Regions from separate parts of the Mus musculus genome. Here region 2 is linked to region 1. A link is a contact called in public Hi-C data. All regions are on one chromosome and are shown on one strand. The core of a region is the stretch at or near the end of the contact, and the rest is flanking DNA. Distances in the headings are between cores, read along the strand shown. Region 1 has its middle 41 kb from the start of Gm34185. Region 2 has its middle 95 kb from the start of Efemp1.

Region 1 (4,945 bases), core at 827-3,326:
TGACTGGCTCATCCATATACCACTAGTTGGCTTTTGGAGGAAGTCTTCTTGAGCAAATCTTTGGCAACATCTTTGCCTGTAAGCTTTTTAGAGTCATCTATCAGCCATAATGGCCCTTGAATTGTGCTTTCCAGAGGTCTTAGAGCTTTACAATGTCCTCTAGAATTCTGATCTCTTCTTCAACAAGTGTCAGGTTTTGCTAGGTCTTTGTCTAATGACCACAAACCCCTTTGAATACTGAGTTCCTACATTCTGAGACACTGTAGAAATTCTAACTTCATTCTGTCTGTTCAGGCTCTTGGTGGAAGTCATATTTTACCAACCTCTAGTTTCTTGACACCATTTACTTTGGTCTCTGGTAATTCTAATTAATGACCATAACCATTGCTGCTGCTATAGGGTGCTTACCCAGATATGTTGATTAGGCTATGGCCAGAGGGCTTCAGAGGTTCTTGCAATCACAGGTGGGGAGCCCACTGGTCATTGATTTTTGCATCACCCCTATAAGATTACTGCCAAATAATTTTCTAGCTTGACTGGAAACTTTCTATCTCCCAAGGAGGTTCCTTGTAGCTGGGACAGCTCTGATTGGTAGGAAATTCTTTCTCAGACCTATTCAGTGTTGATGTATTTCCCCATATTGAGTAAAAAAGAATTCCTATTAATTAGACTCCCTAGAGTCTTTCCAGAGTTGACTTAATCTGACATCTCTGGGAGGAACACTTATTTACATTTGCAAAATTTTGTGGACACTGTCTTTTGCATTGCTGAATTCTATCTTAACTTGTCAACAGACCTGCAGTGGTCATTTAATGTAAAACACTTGTTGAACTAAACTGAGCATGTTCAAGAGAAAGTAATGAAGGCTTGGGGTATAGTGCTTACAGCATGTGTCATTGTTTTGGCAGCTATGTTTTTATGCTCTTAGTTATTTTATATGCATAATCCTTGCCTACATAGCTCACTTTTAAGCTCCTCAGGGTGTGGACCTGTCTTGTAGGTACAGTGTCTAATAAGCCTGACTCGTGACCTCAAATTCACATTGAAACTTTACAAGAAAATGAAAGCACAAGAACAGCCCACCCAGTCCCAAAAAAGGTATGGCTTTCCTTCTTTGCCTTAGGATAGTTGTGGTAGATAATGGTGGGTGGTTGATGAATCAGCCCAGGACCATGTATGCCTTTCTGAGGGTCTTAGACTGATGCCCCAGCACCAGCTTGCTTCAGCTGGCTAACAAAATTCTATTCTATTTCTGCTTTGGATATAGTGCTCTCCACTTGCAGAGCTAAACAGGGGTTAAATTGGTGCTTGGGTGTTGGCTTGGCAATCTGACAACCACATACCAGGAACACCCTTCTCCCCCTCATCTGCCTGCTGCCTGCAGTCTGCTTCCTCATTCTTCAGCCTCAGCAGGATTGATTATTTCTTTGTGGAAGCTCTTGGTTTCACCTAGGCAGAAGGCCCACCCCCGGCTTCTTTGCTGTCAGTGTGCTCTGTATGGTCTGGTCTGATTGCCGCCCCCTCTGTCTCTGTCTCTCTCTGTCTCTCTGTCTCTCTGTCTCTCTGTCTCTCTCTCTGTCTCTCTGTCTCTGTCTCTGTCTCTGTCTCTGTCTCTCTCTCTCTCTCTCTCTCTCTCTCTCTCTCACACACACACACTCACGCACGACACTGCTCCAGTACTATTTGCTTCCACCACTATCCCCTATGTTGTGCAGGAGGAAAGAGGTTGACTGTCTCACCTCTGTTTCTACTGAGCTACCTGACAGCACAAAATTGGAAGATGCTCTTCACATATTTCTGAAGGAATAACTTTTGTAATGGGTGTGCTATTCCCATAGAGAAATGTATACTAAGTGCTAGAGAATGCATGCTTCAAAGAAAAAATTGAAGCATGCCATTTATTTTTGAAGTTAAAGACTGCTTATATTGTCTGTGCATGCTCGGGGCTTTGTCAATTTAGGCATGACTTTACATGTTTTGGGTTAGCCACAGTGAAGGTCTTGTGATCTGTACAAGCCATGAGGTGAAATAGAACAAAACAAGGCGGTCAGTCCCTCAAGGTACAGAATCTCTGTAGATGTACCACAAGAGGGCAGACTACAGTAAGGGTGCAGTATCCCTTGGGTGTATCAAGGAAGTTCAGTCAGACAGGCTTGATAATCTGAATGAATGAGTACATGAGAAAGTCATCAGGAGGTGAGAAGTGAGTGTGTGAAGGATGTATCTGAGTGTAGAAGGGAGACAGTGGCAGAAAGCCCCTTAATGTTCATTCTTTAAGTACCTACTGTGAAATGCTTGCAGGGGGGAGATTTGTGATCCTATCATGTAGAGTAAAGAATATATCTGTCTATCAAGTATGAGCCGCAGAAACTCATTTACCAGAGCTAAACACACTTGCAAGGCTGCTGGGTACTTTGGCTTGATGCACATCCCTCCTTCTTATGTAATGTTGGTTTCCAGATAAGGTTTGCTTAGAGAGATGGGACCAATACAAACTTTCAATGTCAATCAAATAAGCCGTGGGCAAAGGGAAAGTCTGGGGGTTGGGTTACCTTGACTCAAGAGGGGTAGATCTCTTGATTAACAGAAATGTATCAAGCCTAGGACTGTCCATTAAGCCATCAAAAATAGATAACCATTTAGAAGATGGAGGCAGGTGGATGGCTCTAGGAGACTATTGTAGCCTAGATAGTAAGTTACAACTAGAGGTTCATAGTGAGACACTGACTTAAAGAAAAGAAAGGTCTGTGGTCATCATAAAAAGTAAAGGTGTATTTAACAGAGAACCGGAAGCATTGATTTTTTGAAATACCTCCTTTGAAAAATGCTTTGAACTTTCTAAACACTTCTGTATTTAGTGAGACTCCAAAAGTCTTTTGCATTGGCAAGGTTAATCTTCTACAGTTTTCTTTCTGTTGTTTGTTTTTTGTTTTTGTTCTTTGGAATAGTACATTGAAACATTAAGAATTTAAATGGATAATCAAACTCCTGGGTGGCCGGTGGCAAAGGCAAAAGTAGAACTATGGGCTCTTACTTCCAGGTCAATGACATTTGCAGTAATTTACTCCTTTGCCAGTGTAATAGTATGCCAACTCAGGAGAAACACCTTTGCTAATAACATGGCTCATCTTTGATGACCTGGGAAATAGGGCCCAGCTGTGACTGGGCATTCCAGAAGATGTTCTAAGCGATGACCACGAACCCAAGAATGCTTTAATATACTTTGATATTAACCCAGAAGATTACTATGTATTGTAATGAGTTTCTGAAAATTTAAGATAAATTAGCCATTTTCATTTTTATTAGATATTTTCTTCATTTACATTTCAAATGCTACCCCCAAAGCCCCTAAACACTCCCCTTGCCCTGCTCTCCAACCCACCCACTTCTACTTCCTGGCCCTGGAATTCCCCTGTACTGGGGCGTATGATCTTCGCAAGACCAAGGGCCTTTCCTTCCATTGATGGCCAACTAGGCCATCCTCTGCTACATATGCAACTAGAGACACAGCTCTGGGGGTTACTGGTTAATTCATATTGTTGTTCCTCCTATAGGGTTGCAGACCCCTTTAGCTCCTTGGGCACTTTCTCTAGCTCCTTCATTGGGGGCCCTGTGTTCCATCCAATAGATGACTGTGAGCATCCACTTCTGTATTTGCTAGGCACTGGCACAGCCTCACAAGAGAGAGCTATATCAGGGTCGTGTCAGCAAAATCTTGCTGGCATATGCAATAGTGTCTGGGTTTGGTGGTTGTATATGGGATGGATCCCCAGGTGGGGCAATCTCTGGATGGTTCCTCCTTCTGTCTCAGCTCTGAACTTTGTCTCTGCAATTCTTTCCATGGGCATTTTGCTCCCCTTTCTAAGAAGGAACAAAGTATCCACACTTTGGTCTTCCTTCTTCTTGAGTCTCATGTATTTTGCAAATTGTATCTTGGGTATTCTAAGTTTCTGGGCTAATATCTGCTTATCAGTGAGTGCATATCATGTGTGTTCTTTTGTGAATGAGTTACCTCACTCAGGATGATATCCTCCAGATCCATCCATTTGCCTAAGAATTTCATGAATTCATTGTTTTTACTTGCTGAGTAGTACTCCATTGTGTAAATATACCACATTTTCTGTATCCATTTCTCTGTTGAGGGACATCTGGGTTCTTTCCAGTTTCTGGCTATTATAAAAAAAAATGTCTGAAATTAGCCATTTTCAAATGTATAATAGGAAACTTTCTCCTTTGGTAATTACACCATTTTTCTAAAGACCTGTATTTCCATAGCATGCCAGGCATGACTGTAAACTAAAAATATAGCACTGAATGAAAAGGGCAAAGTTCTGCTTTGCTCATAGGCATCTTGTAGCTGAGGAAAGGGAGTTAGTGAGAGGGTAACCGAAGCCACATATATATGGCACATCAGAAGTTATTCAAGGACTTAGAGCAGGGTGAGTATGCCTGTGTGAGTGTGAGTTTGGGCTGAGTTACAGTTCTAATGAAGATGGTTAGAGAAAGGACTCACAAAACCTTGGAGCACATTTAAGTATCTATTTTAAATAGTGACAAAATCCATATCGTTAAAGTGCCTGTAACTGTCATGTGAATATACACCCCACCCTCCAGGACTCACGTATATATGAGATCTAGCATTTGTTTTTCAAATTAACTTCCAACTATTTATGTATCTAAATGATGAGGTGAATTTGTTTTTTGCAGAGCTATAAAGATGTGGAATTAAGCTGTCACAAATCTTTGCTTGTTTTGTTTGTTTGTTTGTGTGTGTGTGTTTGAGGACCTCCCACTATTTAGCTCAGGGATAAAATTTCACAATAAATTTTGACTTGAAAGTTTTTGGGATATCATGAAAATGGGAATGACGAAAGGCATCTAGGTGATGAGGCAAATATTTGGCAAGTCCTGAAGCACTTAGAGCAGGCTTTATTAAGTGCAGCAG
Region 2 (4,945 bases), core at 869-3,368, 140 kb before region 1:
TGACTTCATTGACTTGGAAACCAGGTCTTGTGACTGTGCACTCAGACAATTGAAAGGCAAAATCAACCACACAATTTTGGTGATGTCTTGGTGCAGATGTCTAATTTCACCTTCCTCCAAAGTGATTATGGGCCACTTTGAGGCTTCTCACTGCTATTTTTGTGATAGCCATGACATCTCTTCGTTTGTTACTTTTCTCTAATTTTATCATAGAGTAGTTATATGAACTACTGCTTAAGGGAATAAAATTTCAAGATCTGTTTTCTTTATTGTTTAGTTTCTTGGAACAAGGAGTGAATGCTATATATTTGTCCTCTATGGTTGTTTTACAGATTTAGAACTCGGGAAAATAAGCAACTGGTAATATATGAACAGTTACTTCTGGTAAGGTGAAATGGTCCTAGTATGTCTGTAGCGCTCTTCACAGTTAATTGCATGAATTCTCATTCAGTAGAAGAGAGTAATGCGCCAAATCATGAGCATTTAAAACACACACACACACACACACACACACAGAGTGGCAAGTGGTATTTAACAGTTTTACATTAATCCCAAAGCAAAAGAGTATTCACTGTTTTTATTTATTGCTAACTTTTGGCTGATAAAGATATTCTATTTTATTTTATTTTATTTTTTTTGATTTATGAGTGGTCAATGTAGCCCAGGCTAGCGTCAAACTTATGGTCATCCTATTCTTGCCACCTTAGTGCTGGGCTTACAAAAGTGTGCCTGCTTAGGAATTTTCAAACCATATATTTATGTTAATAATGTCTCTGGTTGGTCTAAAGAGTGCATGTCAGTAATCCAAGGAAGTAACAGGCACACATTGTGTTTGTATTTAATTATAAATCATAAAGTATAGTTCATAAATATTACTAAGTTACTCAGGCTGGTCTTGACTGCTGTAGGCTTAGCTTTGTGGGTACTGACTTCACAGGCCTAGTTAGGCTTGCCACTGATATAGATGATTTTTATATTTTTACTTATTTGTTAAAATGAACTCAATAAACATTAGAAATATGACTATCTTTGCTTCTGTCCTTCCTGTGTATGTTGTCTATAAGTAGTCCGTGACAACACTAGACACTTGGATGTCTATTGAAGGAGATAGTATTAAGAGAGTGATTTCCCAAGTCTGTGCATGACTGGGCCTGTTGTCAGTCAAACATGGATTTGGCATAGGTCCACAAAGCCTCCCAGTCCCCAATAAACAGGTAGATTTGGGGGAGGAGAAGGAATTCTCTTCACTCATGGGTGAGCTTACCAGGCTCCAATGAACAATTCCACACATATGATCACAGAAATGGCTGTTGGATTACAAAGCTAGAAACCCACATTTATTATTGACATGCCTATCTTCCTACACTCTCAATGACTGATCCATCATCGTGTCTTTGATTTTGTGTCATGGGTATGTGGACTCTGTTGCCTTCTCTTTATGCTCTTTGCCCATGCTCTTGCCAGAGTCTCCATGTGCTCTCAGTGGATATCGTAGCTGCACCCACTCCTACCTCTTTGCAACATTTTCAAGTAAAACCTTGATGACATTCTTATCTCCTTAAAATGTTTGAATAGTTTCTCATTTCTTTAAGAACAAAGCTAGAACCTCAGTGGATTCTATGTGTATCTTGGGCTTCACCTCTTAGATTCAGCCACCTCAGGGTTCCAGTTTTCTTTTCTTTTATTTTGTTCCAGAAAATATTCTTTCCTTCCAAAGGCATTTGAATATGTATATCCTGCTCTAAATATTATCCTTAAAAATTCACTTAATTCTTACTAATCTTTAGGAAGATACATGGTCCTAGGGAGGCCTGAGAAGATTTTAAGATGTTTCCCAATTATAGACTTGTGTAATATCTCATAACATTTTTTAGAAGTTGGCACAGCTGCAATTTACAAATTATATTCATTTTTGAGATTATTTCATTAGTATGTTTTTCCCACCCACACAAATGATACATTTTTGAAAAAAAATTAGGAACGATGTCTGCTTATGTAACCAATGAAACAGGAGAAAACAATAAGCAAACAATAAGAAAAGCAGGGGAATAAACAGCTGTTTGGAGAGGGATCTGTCACATGAGTCAGCAGGAGGAGTCAGAACCTTAGTTGAGAGTTACGAACCACAAGGTTTATGAGGCTTCTTAACTTGTGTTTGTGTTCTGCTGTCTTGTGTAAGCTTCCTTGTGCTCAAACAGCCTTTTCCTGAAGAAACCCAATTCTAACATCTTCAAAAGCACAGAAGGGCTTTCTCTGTGCGCTGGATTAGCTGCCCTCAGCTGTGCTGCCTTGGCTAATATTCAGGTTCTGAAGAAAGATGGTTCTTGTTTCCATTTCTATCATGCCTGATATTTGGCTGTAACCAAATCATTGGAGCTACCTTTTTATTAGTTAAATCAAGCACCCAACACCCTCCAATGGTGAATTACTTCCCAAGGCTTGAAGTAGCAAGTTGAAAGATCCTGTCATCAATGAGTGTTCAGGAAATGATGGCCCCTTTAAAATGTTAGACTCAAAATTTTCTCTTCAATTGTGTAAGCATATTTTATGTTTACCGTGGCCAGTGTGTATATGTCATTTGTAATATGCTTCCTTAATACTTAGTCCAGTTTGAGGTGTATGATGTTTGTCCAGTGAAAGATGTTAGCACTATAAGGCAAGATCCAGAGGTGAAATATAATCCAAGTATATGTAGCCTGGAAGCCTTTTCTTTCTCATTAACAACTGGTTTATAAATTTAAGAAAGAAACAAAGACAGTTAATCATTGGAAAAACACAAGTGAACAGAATGTTGATACTCTAAGGAATCCACCTATAGAAACACACACACACACACACACAAACATATGCATACATACACACATGTATACACATACACACACATAGAAACATGCACATGTACACACATATAAGCACATACTTACACACAAAACATACATACAGAAACACAAACATACACGTGCACACACATATACACACATACAAGCACACATACACACACACACACACACACAAACAGATACAAACAGAAACACACACAAATCCACACACATATATGTTACAGTAGGTGATTAATGCTACTCAAACCCTCCTGGCAGGGGTGTGAGTTCTTCAGTATCTGCCTCAATATTCTTGATTTCTGAATTAAAGACACACACACACACACACACACACACACACACACACACACACACAGCCTTATATTTAATATGCCTTAATCAGCTCAGTAGCTGGGCCATTCCCAAACATCCACATGACTAATACAATCTCCCCTCCTAAATTTCTGAATTATTACTACTAATAATTCTTTCTCTCTTTCCTGGTATGTTTTCTCTTCCTGCCCTTTTCAGGCCTGATCTTTCTGCTTTCCCAGCCTGGCAGTTCTAAATCCTCCTTCCTCTCTTGGTCCCCTTGCTGGCAAATCCTAAAGTCCCACCTCTGTCTCCCTGCCCAGTCATTAGCCACAGAAAACTTTATTTACCAAGCAAAACAAACTGGGGCAGGGACCCTCAGTGTTTTACATGTGGGATTCTCATGCAATTTTGGGAACTCAATTAACATAATATAAGCATTAAACCATATCCACAACACATATCCACACATATAAACATACATACACACAAAAATAAACACACACACACACACACACATAGAAACATACATGCACACACATATACACGTACAAACACATATGCACTCACATATACACATATACAAATGCATACAAACATGTAACACACTGCACTTATGCAATATACACATTCATGCATATATTACTTACACATTCATATCTGCTTGCATGAAAGTCTGTGCACAATGTTAATTCCTGGTTCCTAAGGAGGCCATAAGAGAAACTCAAGACTGGAGTTCCAGACAGCTGTGAGCTTCCATGTGGGTGCTGAGAATCAAACCTAAGTCCTTTGAAAGAACAGCCAGTGCTCTTAACTGCGGAGCCATCTTTCAGCCCCCGAAATATATCTTAAACTTTTGAATTTTAGTTAAAGCTGCATACATTTCAATCTTGAATTGTTACCAAGAAGATTAAATAACATTGATAGGTGGAGTCAGTGTGGCTGAAATCAAAGCTTTTATCTTGTGCCCTTCTCTGCTTATTCAAGTGTTCTAAGACCCAGATTAAATGTCTTTTGTGTTTTAGAAGTAGTTCTTCTCAAAACTTACATGGAAGCTTGGTTCTCAAAATAATAATATTGAAAGGTCCTCACAACAATGTTTTCAAAAGTAACGGTGGGTATTGAATGGTACTGAGCCATTAAGAAGTCAATAACAGAGGAAGTTTACTGGATAAAAACTATCCTCATAAAGAGATTAATTTGGCCTCATGGAATCTTGAAGAAATCAATTAGTTCTTGAGAGAGAGGTTTATAGGGGTGCAAAGCATGGTCCCACCTTGATCCCATAACTCGCTGCCTATATGACCTCTTACATATTATTCTTGCATTCATACATGTTATATGATATTTGAGCCATGCTAGGACATAGAATGCCATCACCAGATGCTGAAAAGATGGATCTACCTAATTGTAGATTTCCAGCCTCCAAAATTACAAATTTAAGACTGTAGTTTTTAAGCTGTGGGTGATAACCCCTTTTGGGGGTGGTCAAATGACCCTTTCACAGGAGTTACTTAAGACAATCAGAAAACACACTATGATTAATAACAGCAGCAAAATTATAGTTGTGAAGTAGCAATAAAATAATTTTATAGTGTGTGTGTGTGGGGGGGGGGGGTAACCACGACATGAGGAACTATATTAAAAGTTTGTAGCAGCATTAGGAAGGTTGAGAACCACTGAAACAGAAAAAAAAAAAAAAAAAAAAAAGGAAAGATCTCTTTTTACTGTGAAGTGTCCAACCTTAGGAATTTTGTTTCAGCAACAACAAAATGGACTAAGGAAATATTTTATAGTTCTCACAAAAGTCCCAT

What was found. A called contact is a pair of places that touch in the nucleus more often than the background predicts.
Region 2: a Hi-C map of uterus shows a contact between it and region 1, with 2.5 times the contacts expected there. The contact joins two enhancer-like sites. A contact is called at or near these places in 4 of 484 Hi-C or Micro-C datasets (embryonic stem cells, nephron progenitors and uterus) and 1 of 115 datasets of contacts at active chromatin or transcription factors (fibro-adipogenic progenitors).

What each region holds. Positions count from the first base shown.
Region 1 is chr11:28,809,207-28,814,151 of GRCm38.p6, reverse strand. No RefSeq gene overlaps it. Among named protein-coding and RNA genes, the nearest start is that of Gm34185, 41 kb to the left of the region's middle. Within about 2 kb of position 2,076, at least 40 of the 459 cell types and tissues checked have an H3K27ac peak or open chromatin away from gene starts, as enhancers often do. A contact at or near this core is called in uterus, where this site is marked.
Region 2 is chr11:28,945,799-28,950,743 of GRCm38.p6, reverse strand. No RefSeq gene overlaps it. Among named protein-coding and RNA genes, the nearest start is that of Efemp1, 95 kb to the right of the region's middle. Within about 2 kb of position 2,118, at least 15 of the 459 cell types and tissues checked have an H3K27ac peak or open chromatin away from gene starts, as enhancers often do. A contact at or near this core is called in uterus, where this site is marked.